5 separate regions of the Mus musculus genome follow, and all the other regions are linked to region 5. A link is a contact called in public HiChIP or PLAC-seq and promoter capture Hi-C data. All regions are on one chromosome and are shown on one strand. Each heading gives the region's core, a stretch centred on a gene start, on an enhancer-like site or on the middle of the called end of the contact. The rest is flanking DNA. Distances are from core to core; before and after follow the strand shown.

What was found. Promoter capture Hi-C pulls out the DNA fragments that hold promoters and counts their contacts. HiChIP or PLAC-seq counts read pairs in DNA pulled down with a chosen protein or histone mark.
Region 1: an H3K4me3 HiChIP or PLAC-seq map of embryonic limb bud shows a contact between it and region 5, with 5 times the contacts expected there. The contact joins the enhancer-like site here to the promoter of Cfap299 in region 5. A contact is called at or near these places in 3 of 39 promoter capture datasets (the 3T3-L1 cell line, hippocampal neurons and second pharyngeal arch cranial neural crest) and 2 of 115 datasets of contacts at active chromatin or transcription factors (embryonic basal ganglia and embryonic limb bud).
Region 2: a contact with region 5 is called in an H3K4me3 HiChIP or PLAC-seq map of forebrain, with 4 times the contacts expected there. The contact joins the promoter of Rasgef1b here to the promoter of Cfap299 in region 5. A contact is called at or near these places in 4 of 39 promoter capture datasets (the 3T3-L1 cell line, cranial neural crest, hippocampal neurons and 1 more), 3 of 484 Hi-C or Micro-C datasets (cortical neurons, embryonic stem cells and palatal mesenchyme) and 5 of 115 datasets of contacts at active chromatin or transcription factors (astrocytes, embryonic forebrain, embryonic limb bud and 2 more).
Region 3: a contact with region 5 is called in a promoter capture Hi-C map of hippocampal neurons, with 2.5 times the contacts expected there. The contact joins the enhancer-like site here to the promoter of Cfap299 in region 5. A contact is called at or near these places in 6 of 39 promoter capture datasets (the 3T3-L1 cell line, the C10 cell line, hippocampal neurons and 2 more) and 1 of 115 datasets of contacts at active chromatin or transcription factors (embryonic hindbrain).
Region 4: a promoter capture Hi-C map of pre-B cells shows a contact between it and region 5, with 2.8 times the contacts expected there. The contact joins the enhancer-like site here to the promoter of Cfap299 in region 5. A contact is called at or near these places in 6 of 39 promoter capture datasets (the C10 cell line, hippocampal neurons, liver and 2 more), 1 of 484 Hi-C or Micro-C datasets (cortical neurons) and 1 of 115 datasets of contacts at active chromatin or transcription factors (bone marrow-derived macrophages).

The regions. Positions count from the first base shown.
Region 1 is chr5:99,189,695-99,192,440 of GRCm38.p6, forward strand. No RefSeq gene overlaps it. Among named protein-coding and RNA genes, the nearest start is that of Rasgef1b, 62 kb to the right of the region's middle. Within about 2 kb of position 1,372, at least 18 of the 459 cell types and tissues checked have an H3K27ac peak or open chromatin away from gene starts, as enhancers often do. A contact at or near this core is called in embryonic limb bud and second pharyngeal arch cranial neural crest, where this site is marked.
Region 2 is chr5:99,251,624-99,254,323 of GRCm38.p6, forward strand. It overlaps Rasgef1b (RasGEF domain family, member 1B), which reads right to left and starts at 1,304. Exons shown (of 14, transcript NM_181318.4): 1 at 1,091-1,304.
Region 3 is chr5:97,414,665-97,417,364 of GRCm38.p6, forward strand. All of the region lies in intron 2 of 4930467D21Rik (RIKEN cDNA 4930467D21 gene), which reads left to right. Among named protein-coding and RNA genes, the nearest start is that of 4930467D21Rik, 24 kb to the left of the region's middle. Within about 2 kb of position 1,292, at least 25 of the 459 cell types and tissues checked have an H3K27ac peak or open chromatin away from gene starts, as enhancers often do. A contact at or near this core is called in hippocampal neurons, where this site is marked.
Region 4 is chr5:97,692,448-97,695,147 of GRCm38.p6, forward strand. No RefSeq gene overlaps it. Among named protein-coding and RNA genes, the nearest start is that of Gm34029, 57 kb to the left of the region's middle. Within about 2 kb of position 1,309, at least 34 of the 459 cell types and tissues checked have an H3K27ac peak or open chromatin away from gene starts, as enhancers often do. A contact at or near this core is called in bone marrow-derived macrophages and pre-B cells, where this site is marked.
Region 5 is chr5:98,327,909-98,330,608 of GRCm38.p6, forward strand. It overlaps Cfap299 (cilia and flagella associated protein 299), which reads left to right and starts at 1,396. Exons shown (of 6, transcript NM_001024614.1): 1 at 1,396-1,556. The coding sequence starts at 1,446.

The sequences.
Region 1 (2,746 bases), core at 122-2,621, 860 kb after region 5:
GATCTTATATCTCTCAATGTCACTATGAGACCATTGAGCCCCCAAGAAATAGGATCTTCCCCAGGAATCTCATGCTGAGAGAAGGAAAAAGCCAGGCGGGGAGATTCACACGGGTCTGACAGCTTGCCAGGCTAACTTACAGGATGAGACTGAAATCCAGGCAGTGATAGGTCACTGGTGGGCGGGATCATACCTCAACTGGGGGCTGGGTAGATATACATATCTTTGGCCCTCTATTTAAATTCGATCTCACTTCAGGTCCCAAGGGCAGACTTATGGGTGCATTGAGCCTCTCTCTTCTGCTTCCCAGTGTGACCACAAGCCCACCTTCAATACATATCTTGTTTGTTTCTGCTTTCACTTTTAATTTGCCCCTCTTGATTGGATTACTGAGGATGGGGTAACCAGACAACTTGGGGTACAGATTGTGAGCCTCAATTTTGGTAACAGGATCAGCATTGTGGGAAACAATATGGAGATTTCTCAAAAATAAAAAATGCCCCATGATCCATGAATCTCATTACGAGGGACAGAGCCAATGTGAATACAATCAGCACATCCAAGGGATGGCCACAGGCCCCTGTTTATTGCAGCAATATTCATAGTAGCCAAGAAACAAAGCATAGGTAAACCAAAATGATTGTGACAGAATACAGCAAAAGGAAGAACACATATACTGCTAGATATTATTTGGCCAAAGAGAGAGGCTGAGGGAAAATGAAATCCTGTGTGACACTGTGCACGGAATTAGAGATCACTGTGTTCAGTGAAGTAGTACAGCCACAGACAGGTACCAGCTGATCTCATCTGCATGGAGAACCTCAAACTGTTGGTCTCATAAACTTGGAGACAAGGATGCGGGTTGCTAGAGGCTGCAGAGAGGAGGGAAGGAGGAAAGCTGGAGAAATGTCAACCAGTGAACACTAAGTTAAACGTGAAGCAGAAATTCTGCAGTGATGTGCCTGACAATAATGTGTATTCCAGATAGCTGCAAGAAAGGAATTTAAATGTTTCACCACAAAGAGATGATAAAAATTTCTTTTGAGAGGCTAGAGAAGTTTAATCTGGCTTAGACATTATGCAATGCATGTTATGTGTATGGGAATATCATGTGTACATAAATATGTACAAGTTTTATATTCTTTTGTATACATTTTATAAATAAATTGAATTTAAATGTAAAAAAATAAGAAAGCATTCCCCTCGCAGACCACAATCAGGGCTGGAAGTTTCCTGGCGCAGGATTGAAGCACTCAATTTACCATGCTTGTGAAATCAGTTTCAAGTTGCTTTCCCTCCCAGAGGAAGGTCAGAGAAAGGCTACATGTCTGGGCCACACTTGAAGGCTAAGAGACGGTCCCCACAGCCTTCCAGAGCCACTTGCTCGCTATGCTGCATACTTGGAGTCTCGTCCGCTCAGCCAAACAAAGGAAATCGTTTTCCAAGGAAGATTAATCAAGCTGTGACTGTAGTTTGTGACTTCACTTGTTTGCATGCACGCAATAGGGTTTTCACCTTTCTGTTGAGGATCTGTGGTTCAAATATCGCCCACCTGGGAAGGTCCTGGAACTCTGGGGACCGTGATGCATGGTTACAAAAGCAGACGTGCAGCACGTTATATGGCTTTGCACACCCAGTTGGCCCTGGGTGGCAGGAAAGCTGTTTCCACTTTGCTTAATGAGTAGATTAGGTCTGAAGGAATGTGATGCAAGCCAGGGGGTCCCTTCCCTCCACACGGCCAGCTCTCGTTCCTGAAATGCAGACACTTGGCAGCTTTTACCCCCTGAACAAGTGCTTCTTAATCGCTAATGTGGGACCGCAGGTGTTTCTTCCTGAGCAGCCTTCCGGGCAGCTAAGCCTCCGTGGTTCGGATCCTGGGAACGATCCATCTGATGAAATGGAGCCCTACAGCAGCAGTGGTCACAAGCCTGCCCACTGAGCATGCGTGCGAGGTTTCCGTCGAACGTTACAAGTGGAATATGCAACACAGCTATAAATTGTTTTGTTTTGGTTGGGCGAGAGCCTGTCTCTGAGTGAAGTAATGCATCTTTCACGGAGCTTCAGAGAATACAAGTCTGGCATCTGGCTTGGAGTTTAACACTCGCTAAGCGTGATCATTTGAGTCCCTCCGGACACCACAGGGGGACTTCTGAAAGTCTTCATTTCCAGACTTGAAAAGTGTCCACTTGCCCTTAGCCGGCAGTACAACCTTGAGTGAACACGGATGACACAAGGAGCAGGCTCTGCCACTCACTGGACCACAGAAAAGGCTAAGTCACAATGCACAGTTTGAGACGAGGGTATGGAACTGAGGGGTTGTGTAAATGCCTATCCCTCAAAGCTGTTAGAAAGATTAAAGTTCCCTTAATGGCTTTGACACCAGTATGTACTGTCTTCTCAATTCATAATTGAGAGAAGTTCAAACTGTCACTGTGATAACAGCATCACCGATAACAGAAACGCAAACCTAACATTCTCCTACCGCAATGGCTGTCAATCTTCCTAAAGCTGCGAACCTTTAATACGGTTCCTCTCCTTGTGTTGTGGTGTTCCTGGCCATAAAATTGTTTTCGTTCCTATTTCGTGATTGTAATTTTGCTGTTGCTATGGATCCTGTAAGTATCTGTGTTTTCCAAAGGTCCTTGGAATCAAGACTCACAGTCTGAGGAACGCTGTCCAACAGCCTTCTGACTTTGTCAAGTATGAAGAATTTATACTCTGTGTGAAGTCACTTGTCCCGACTGAA
Region 2 (2,700 bases), core at 54-2,553, 920 kb after region 5:
CCAGGCCATTGTCACATGGCGCTGCTGACGAAGGACTCCTTGGAGACGCGTTCACCCAAACATACATACACAAGTATGCGTGCATATTTATCCATATACACCATACGCCCCGAATCCATCTGCAAACGGGCACATTTACATTCACAAGAGAAAACTGCAGCCCAGATGCTCTCCTAGCGCCCTTTACCACGCTGTGCGAGAGAACACCTCGCCGCACTGTCAGTGCCTTAGCCACAGTGCTTCGCCTGAACTGAACCAATTTGGATGGGGTAAGGTGGCAAGGAATAGTCAAATCACACGCACACTCAGAGAGAGAGACAGAGAGACAGAGACAGAGCGATAGAGCGAGAGAGCGAGAGAGAACACCTCCGTTTCCGCGTTTGCCCTTTTCTCTAGTACAGTGCTGCTGAAGTTATTCCCGGGGCTCTCCAATAAAGAGGAGCCTCCCTCACGCACTCAGCCCACGAGGCTACCAGGTACCCCGGGCCACGTTATTATCACCCAGGCTAGTGTCCGAAGGCAACTCACCTGGGTCACAAAGCAAAACAAAAAACAGGCTACTTGTTCAAGTTTGCATACGAGCCTGGGGAACACACAAGTCCTGTTTCCCTGACTGTTCCTGGGAGTCAGACCTTAAATTATAAGGAAACTGCAGCAAAAAATAAACAACAGCCTGAACACTCTCAAGCACCCTAGGAAACTAGCCAAAAAGTACATGGAAACAACCCTAGGTATGCACAAGAAGCTGAGAGGGAAAGCAAAAAGGATGAACGAGACTCCAACTCAGACAAACCCTCAATATCTAAGATCTCCAAACAGAAGGCCTGGCCGGGGCGAGGCGCAGCACAGCGTCCCCAGATCCCCGGGTCCCCGGGTCGTCAGTGCTCAGCCCCGCACCTGTTGGGAGCGCGGCAGCCCGGGGCACGGAAGCAGCAGGCGCGAGAACTCCTAGTTCTGTGGCTCTGCCAATGCTCGCCAGCCGAGGATCTCCCGCCACGCCGGGGCGCACTGGACAGCCGGCGCCGTTCCGGAGCAGCGCCGGCGCAGCCCGCTCCCGCCATCCCGCCGCGGGGTCCCCTGGAGCACCTACCCGCACACAGCTCGGAGCCTCTGCCTCCTGGCTGCCGTACCGAGGCGCCCCAAAAGGCGAGCTCAGGACCGGGAAGGGTCGAACGCCAGAAGAAAGGGAAAACCCGCCGATCCAGTCGGGGTCCTTGTTTATACTGAAACTCCAGCCCGAGCCGCGCACACCCCCTTGCTGGGGAAATGCCCGCCTCCTGCCGCAGGCCACGCCCCCGCCCGCCGCAGGCCACGCCCATCCTGCGCTGGCCAATCGTGGCGCAGCTCTCCGCCCACGCCGCCCTGCAGCGGGCGCTCGGGGACTTGCCAGGGTTCCGCGGGTAGGGACTCCCGTGACGCTGCGGCCGTACCCACCCACGCTGCAGAGGCTGGCTTGCTGGCGCAGCGGGTCTCCGCAGCCTGGGCAGGGCCCACTCCGGCGCGCGTTTCCTCCTTCGTGTCGCTGCCCGCGGCTGTTTGTGCACTCATGTGTCGCCGAGTGTGTATTCATTTGCCTTGTGTGCTCTACCTGTAAATACCGGCTCGACTCGTTGTACAGTATCTATTATCATAATTATGAGCTGAAGGTTACTGTCCGTGTAACTTTCGGAGGAGATCTGAGAGGAACCACGAAGCACTTGCTGAGTGTTGGGTATTGTAATAAACGCTGGGGGCACACTGGTGGCCGCAACCGGCTGGTCCCAGAAGCTTACTGGCTCCTGGAGGGCAAACGCTAAATAAACTGCTATTCAATCCACATGTAAAATTACAGGTGTTAGAACTTTCGCAAAGGAAAGGAAGATACTCTAGTGTGTAAGGCTGGTCCTCGGTGAAGGTTGTTTTTATCATTGTAGACAGCTACTTAATTGAATCAGCCATTGAATACCTGATAACTATTTTAGAAAAGAAAAAAATAAATATAGAGGTAAGAACTCAATACTCTCCTACGCGTGATAGAAAGGTAAGGGAAGAAGTTGAAATAAAGATACCTTACCCATGGGGGGAAATGCACAAGATTTGGAGACTTTGCAGCTGTGACCCTGAGTATGAAAAGCAGGCTTTGTAAGCTTCCGTTCATACATAAACACTGTAGGACCATCCCATAGACTGTAATTGGCCTTATTAACATGGAGCAACACGGTTCCTCCTCTAAGGTCCCTGCATCTTCTCTCTGGGATGGAAAGAGCCTCTTTTAACCTAACGTTCATGTTCCTTGGCTGGTCTTGGCTGGTCCCTGTCTCTCTCATACTTCCTGCTTCACTATCCTACGCATATTCTACAGATGCTTCTCCTTAAGCCCCGCAGTTTATTCTAAAAACCCTGAGCCTTTTGTTTATCTCTGGTGTCTGTTCTGTGAAGGAGAATGGGTCCACACAAGGAGCCGACTTCCATCCTGAGTCAATTAACAAGTAGACCATATGACACTGGGCAAAGCACACTCTTCCTGCTCACATAGCAAGAAACTAAAAGGGCTGAACTAAACCAGTATTTCTTAGTAGTGCCACCAGAAAAGCCCTTTGTAACATCTGTGAGCTCTCAAGACTGCTGAGAAGGCAACCCAGACAGCTGCCTTTTTACTTCCTGAAGTCTTTGCTGCTAAGCAAAAGATGAAATGTTCACTTTAGAATCTAAAAATGTAAA
Region 3 (2,700 bases), core at 42-2,541, 910 kb before region 5:
AGAACATGTCATGTAACCACAAAAATACGCCCGCTCGGTGTTAATTATATTTTCTTGCATAAATGTATTCGTATGTATGATTTACACATGCACACATACTCATGGTGTTTCTAGATGTAAGAGATTATACAGGTTTAAGTAGTAAACTTGGGGGGTTAGAAATATTAAATAGCATTTGGACTTTTGAGGATTTAGGGACTTCTCCATCTTTGAATTTCTTTATGTGAAAATAGATGAGTGCTTTGAGGTAGAAACTGGACTTGTATACCTTCAGCTACATTTTCTTAGCCTGGCCTTTTTACCTTGAAACATAAGTGAGAGATGTATGCATATAGGTTTCAGTAATCTGGGTAGAAGGAAAGTTTCCCTATGTTGCATTTTATATTCCATATTTTAAGCAATACACAATAAGTGTTTGTGTTGCTCTTACAGTATTTGAAACATTCATTTTTATTAATGTTTAATATTAAAAGAAAATACTAGTCTTGATGAGAAATAAAGATAAGTTGTTGAGGTCAAAATGCCTGTTGTACTCTTCTAAATATATCACATTTGTTACATACCATGACCATGAGGCAGTAGACAGGTTAGTCAGGATTGCTATTATAGAATCACTTGTAGGAGACATATTTCTATGCATTATCACAAATAATTGATTTTGTTAAGAATAATGAATGTGTGTGTGTGTGTGTGTGTGTTTCCAGAGACAGTGTCTCCCTGCTCTAGCTGACATGGAATATATCTGGTCAGGAACTTGCTTTATAGACCAGGCTGGTCTTGAACTCTGAGATTTCTTCATGCTCTATGTATGTGTAGATAGATAGATAGATAGATAGATAGATAGATAGATAGATAGATAGACATCTGGTCAGGAACTTGCTTTATAGACCAGGCTGGCCTTGAACTCTGAGATTTCTTCATGCTCTATGTATGTGTAGATAGATAGATAGATAGATAGATAGATAGATAGATAGATAGGTAGGTAGGTAGATAGGTAGATAGGTAGATAGGTAGATAGGTAGATAGATAGATAGATAGATAGATAGATAGATAGATAGATGCACACACACACACATTAATCCCCCGGTATATATGGCACTCAGTTTTTTGAGAAACTATATGAAAACAGGGATACATCTTAGTATGTACTCCTCCCATGAAATCCTACATGGATCCCTAGACCCATACTTGCTGCACTGTATTTTCTCAGCTCCAGTGGAGCAGAGCAAGTATCTAGCAAGCTCAGTGTCGCTGTGGGATCGGCCCCACGTGACTATGTGTGGGATCAGCATGATCGGCTGTCACTGGTTTCACTGACATCTGTCCCCACAGTGAGACAAGCTGCAACATGAATTATTGAAGACATACACATGCAGATCTGTGTCACGACTATGCCAAATAATACATTTTGCCACACTCTTGAGAGCTGAAAAGAGGCATGGTTGACATCATCCTTAACCCCTCTGACAATCTGCTACCACAGTACCGATTAAAATGAAACTCATGGCTATGGCACTCTGTGACAGGCTGCATCTCAGATACACATGAAAACACCCCACCCCTTAGAGAGCTTTTATCTTCCCCATTTTAGCAGCTATTTGCCACGTGCTTTGAATATGCTCACTTTAAAAAGTCTTTCTTGCACTAGATCATTAATATCCCATATTTAAATGATAAAAACAAATAATCGCATTTGTACAGTGACTTGAGTTTTGCAGTACAGTGTACATTATGTTATCTAGGAAGTCTCTGTAATTAGAGTATCTTGGAGCAGCTCATAAAATTACAAATATTTAGGTCAATAATATCTTTTTAAGTTGTGGCAGAGCTTAGACAATGTGCTTAATAGTCTTACTAGTTAGGAAGTATTTACTATTTAAGGATCTGTCTTTTGAATACTTTGTGCTGTATATATGAGCTGCCATAGAATAATGGCCCCCAATTCACTCCACTATGCATATAGGACCCAGTTATTTCTGGTGCAGGTATTCTTACATGTGTGTAAGAATATATCTGTATTAACACTTAGATGGCATATATTTAAACTCATATAGCAAATTACTTTTCTACTACTAATGGTGCCACGTTATAAATTTCCCAGATATAAGCTGTCTGGCCTTAAGGAAGCTGCTCACCCTCTCCCTGTCTCAGTTTTACCATTATGAGAGCATAACACGCTTGCCTATTAAGTGGCACTGCCTCATAGACAGAATGAAGCACTATTAGTTTGACAAATTCAGAGCTGGAGTGCCTGCTCCCTGTATCAGGCATTAACAGCAGCCAATAGCTGTTATAATGCCTTGTTTGCCTGTTACAGTGGCAAGGTCTCCTTGAAAAAAAACAAAGCAAGAAGATTTTTCTAGCACTGTTTCTCCCTTGCTATCCCCACCCCCACCCCCCACTTTTTCTTTTTAATTCTCACTTGGGGTCAGTCACATGGTGGCTGTGACTTTTAGAAATACATTTATGGTAAGGTGCTGGGAAGGAAGTTGAGCGACCCTTTCCTATGTACTCTCAAGATTCAGCACTTGTTGAGAATGGGCCAACTAGCTGCTTCAGTCCTGTGAGTTGTCTTTAAGATTTTGTTGTTGATAGTAAATGCCCGGGAGGTCAGAACCCTGCCCAGAGCAGTGGGAGTGTCTGTTTGGTGCCCTAGAGGATCTTCTTCAGAATGCATTCATTGCACAGCACAGGCAGGTC
Region 4 (2,700 bases), core at 59-2,558, 640 kb before region 5:
GGTATTTTATATAAGCAGAAGACTAGAAAGTTAATTGGGGAAAAAAAAAGCATGCTTGACACTTTGATTACACTGTGAAGGAGCCAGAGTGATTGAAGGAGTCAGCAATGCACAGTTACTAACCGATGGTGAGTGTGGTAGGTGTGGGTGCCAGGCCTATTTTGCATCTGTGATCCAAGGAACCCGTTGTGCTTTTGTTAATGATTGTACTGGTGTGATAGTTGTATTACTCTTAAATAGAGAGCAATATACACATTATCCTACCAGGTCATCTCTAAGCTTGAACTTTAGAGTACAAGTCAGAGGAGGCATGGCATGTTTTAGATTTAGGACTCTGCCTAACAAATATCTTAAAAAAGACTTAAAAGTCTTAAGGAGGCAGATCAATTACCTGCAAATATAAACTCCTTTAATCCCAGCACTTGGGAGGCAGAGGCAGGTGGATTTCTGAGTTCGAGGCCAGCCTGGTCTACAGAGTACAGAGTGAGTTCCAGGACAGCCAGGGCTACACAGAAAAACCCTGTCTCAAAAACCAAAAAAACAAAACGAAAAACAAAAGCAAATATTACTATAAAGAAAACAGAAACATCAATTTGTGTTAGTTATTAGCATAGAATGAAAACGCCACTCTTAACTCTCACATGAATCTCTATGATGATGGAAAGGTTGTTATTACAGTGGTTTTATAAAGAGAGAACTGACAAACTTTAAGAGGAAAAAAAAAGAATAAATTCTAGAATGTTGCAATTTTTAAATTTCGGTTTCTTTTTAGTCTTACCCATTCCCCCCTTTTATTTGACCTCTTCTGGATCTAAAAGACAAAAGGAAATGCATTTTCTTTCTTCTTTTCCAGTGAGAAGACTTTTATGGATCCAGACTGGATTTAGAACAAAAGGAATTTTCAATCTAGCTCTGAATTTTTCGGATTAAAAAGCTCGAAATGTTCTGAGGTTTCCGGTTCCAACCATTTCCCTTAATGTTAGCGATGACAACTGAGCCATCCAAGGCTCAGTTCCTGTCTTCTGGCTTCTGATGAGAAGAGAAACCAGCACTAACCACAACTTAAGGGAAATGGCAGTTGCGTCGCTCCTCTTGATGAAATTTTCAGCAGTATAGGCAAGCTCCCTTGATGCTAATATAGATATGGTGGGCCCAGCAGACAGGTGGAGTTGGCAAATAAATGTTCATTTTCTCCTTTTATGACTCAATGTTATCGTGAGGGAAGTGGAGAATATTTCCACAACACAGCTGTGAAGGATTCTCCAGCTCATCTATCAAGAGAGCACAGTCTCTCACTCCCCTGCAGTTTGGTACCCAGGGGAGAGCTGAGGAGGAAGTGGAGGATTCCACTCAACATTCTTGGCTCTGGAAACAAGTAGTTTCTGAGTTTGCTAGTTCTGGAGATCAGTTGTAAGAGTCTGTGGAATCATTTGCATAATATCCCACTGTGTAGAATCCCGCGGCTGTAAAAGTAGGGATGGATTTAGCGGGTGTTTACTCAATTTGGGGTCCACTCTAAGTCATTTTCCAGCTTGTCCACCATATACTTACATCTGGTGAAAGAGAGTTTGGCATTTTCCAGAGAGACTTTTTTTCTAACTTTTGAAAACTCCAACTTTTATAGGAGTCTTGATTGTGTTTATCCTCAACTTTTCAAATATAGTGTTTACTTTGTTAAATTTCTACTATGGGGGATCATCTGAGGGAAACCAAATCCTTCATACACAAATTCTCCTTCAGTGTTTAAAGTCATCATCCAGTTCGTTAAGCTAACATTCTAAACCTTTGAATAGTCCCTCCTGGAACAGGGTCTCATGTGTATTTACTTACGGATGAAGTCACTCACTTCAATATTTAGCACACAGTACTCAGTGCAAATCATTAAGGAGTAGAGTAGATCTGTAACCATGAATGAATTGATGACTGCCCTTGTAAAGGGCCAAGTGTCTTGATGTGTTGTTTAGGTACCATTCTCATTCAGGGAACAATACTGCGCCCCTATATATAGCAATACTTTATACTTTTACTTACCTCCAGGCAAAAGAGGATTTGGGGGAAAAATATTTAAGATAAAAAAAAAATCAATTTGTCACTTTTCCTATTCAATCAGTGGCAATCTTCTTCTTTCCCACTTAACCAGATGCATATTTTAAAGTATTGTTTCATTTCCTTCATCTCCGGTATCTCCAATGAAACGCCTAGTTTCTCTTCTTTCCTGTCATCATCAACTTGTCCCTAGTACCTTCTTAGTAATTAGATGTGGCTCTAGTGGCAATTGATTCAACCTTGTACCCAGCTCGAGTCTTCTGTAAGTCTCTTAAGGCAGTTAAGTTAGTAGGAGGCAACAAGGAATAGGAGATTATAATGAGTTGAAATATCGCAATACAAAGCGAGCTTTGGTCTGTTTTTTGAGGATTGGTTCATTCTTGCAAGAGAGAGAGATTTAATGTTACTGTATCTAAGTTTCTAAGGCAAGCACATCTATGTCTTGAAGAAAGTTCTTTGATTGTATTTAGAGGTTTTTAAGTTGTTCCTCCTTAATGTAACTTCTGATCATGGGACCTCTACTTCAGAGCTACATATTCTCAAGTGCTCAATTATTCTTGTATTAATCTGAAAGACTTTAAGATGATGTTAATTACATCACATGAATGAGTATGTGACAGCTTTGCAAATGATCGTAACGCTGTGTAAAATGAA
Region 5 (2,700 bases), core at 146-2,645:
GCACCCGACACTTTGGCCAAGTCATTTAAACTCATCCTGTCTCCATATGGAGGATAACACCAATGCTGGTTTTCTAGTGAGTTTGTTGTTGTGATTAAACGAAATAATGGAGATTGTATGGTACTTAGAACAGGGCTGGTATGTGGTAAATTCAAATCAATCACCACACGGAAGCAAGTTTCATATCCTGTGGACCCCAGCGGCAGAAACTTTTTTTTTTTTTTTTAAGCTTTCTGTTGTGTTCAACACACCCAGAATAATGCCTCTGGGACAGAGAGGGGGTGGGTGGTAAGAGAGCACATGGCTGAAAGGTCAGGGTTCTGTAGGACTGAGAAGCTGATATGAGAGGAGCTAGGAGGAGCCTGAATGTCAGCTTGGACTTGAAACCAGGTACATGAGATGCCTAGAGGCCAGCTTGCCCTTCAGAATGCTAAAAGACACAAAAGGCACTTGTCCTCAAGTTTCTTTTGGACCAGACAGTACAGAGACCTCTCCTCTCTACTTGTGATAATGTTTTAGGCCACATGAAATTTTTTCCCCTCTATGCTTGGAGTTTAGTTTCTATAGCTTTCTAGATAATTATACAATATAAATTGTTGGTAGCCTGTTTTTAAAATAAAGCTATAACTTATTGTGCAACTTGGGGTCTTAAATAGACCTGGCTTTACTTTGCCCCCCTCCCCCCCAAAAAATGGAAAAGATTCATTGCAGAATCTGATTTGATTTCTACAAATGCTGAGATGATTGTAAAGTCCCTTGGCATAACAGCAAGCATCTGTGCTTCTGGTGTGGAAACAGTTGTACAAGTCTGCTCTAATGAGAAATGTTTCAGATTCAATTTTATACTATAGTATTTTAAAGAAATGAGTAAATAGAAACACAAGTCAATATCAGCTTCTCAATGGGATATATCATTCCATGATTAGGATCCCTCCCCCCCAACCCAATTTTTTAAAGGACGTTCAAGGAGGCAAGATTTTTCAAGTAATTTTCAACTTATTGAAATTTAAATAACAAAAAGTAAAGGAACTGAAAGGCAGAAGGCAGGAGCAAAGGAGATCACTAAGGCTGCTTCGTTTGGGAAGTTTATACATTGTTCCTGGCACACAAGTAACCAACCATAACTTGCCTTTAAGTTGTAATTTATACAACTGATCACGTGCTATTTTGAAGCACCCAGCAAGACTATTTCCCCTAGATTTCCGGGATACTCTTCTGTCGAGGTTCTTACTGCAAACACTGAGCAGGCACCTTCGGACTTTGCTAAGGCTTTTACACCAAAAAAGTTGGGTTTGCCCTGCAGGGCTGACCGCTCCCAGGGGTTAGAAGCCGCCCAGGGATCCGGCTGGGGCAGGGCCAGCGCAGCGCCCTCTGCCCCGCCCCCGCAACCGGCGCGCGTCCGGCCCGCCCACACCGGTTACTAGGGACGCGTCGGTGTAGCCGCGATGGATCAGGACGAGGGGCTGACGGCCGTGGACAACATTGTCACACAGTTCAACACCTATGAAGACTTCCTGGACTCTCAGATCACTACGGTCGACCTGTACTACCTGGAGGTAAGCGCGGGTCCGTCTTGCTGGCCGCGGCGGGGCTTGGTCGCCCCCTGGCGGTGACGGCGCTCACCGCAGGCCTCTGGCTTCGAGAGACTTCTCTGCAGGCTGCAGGAGTCCCCAGCCCTCCAAACGCTGGTGCGCTGCACAGAGGCCGACTTGGTCGCTGTAAAGTAGTAACAAGGCATAAAACCAGGAGGACGCGTTGCTGTGTGCACCTGAGGGCAGGGCAGCGGGAGGTCCCGGATGCTCGAGAAGACTTAGTTGGAGGGATCTTCAAGCTCCGAGCTCCTAACTCCCAACTGCAAGTCTCACAGCCTGGGCTCAGGTTTTCAAAGGAGTCCATCTCCATATTAAGGACAAACAGAGCAAGCACCATTGGGGGCGGGGGGGGGGGGGGAGAATCAACCCTACAGAACTCTGGGAAGGACTTGAATTTGGCCAACTCCCCTCATTTCTCCTGTGCACAAGGCAGTTTATCATATAGACACCCCTCCTTTTTAAATAGGTGCCACTGTATGAAAATAATCTTAAATGAAGAAAATTTGTCCCTTTTGAAATTATCTGTTAAAATAGTTACAAAACATGATTTTTAACAGCAACAGCAGCGATATCACCAAACAACCAAGCTTTTACGTTTATTAGATGGGTAACTTAAAGTTCCATTTGTGTGTACGCACACATGCATAAAAAGTCAGTGGGCAACTTGGAATCGGTTCTGAACTTGTATTCTGTGGTGTCCAGGGAATGAACTCAAGTTTGGCAGCAAGCACCTTTTCCTTAAGCCGTCTCTCCTGCTTTTAGCCAATATTTTAAACCCACAGAAGTTGCTTTAAATCCTTGCATCTGAAATGAAGCCACTGAATTGATAATTACAATAGATGTTGCAAGAAGCTTATGTAGAAAGAAGGGGAGGTAGGAAGAGAAAGGGTGAGTCCATCTTAATTATCTGACCGGCCAGAGGATGAGGAGCGCGGTTGGCACTTGGTTGGTAGACCGGAAGTAGTGATGCGGAAGTAGTGATGCGGAAGTAGTGATGCGGAAGTAGTGATGCTCCGGAGGTTGAGGAGCGTGGTTGGCGGGACGGAAGTAGTGCGTCTCCATCCTCTGTTTCCCGTGTTCACTAAATAACGACAGAACACTAAAACAA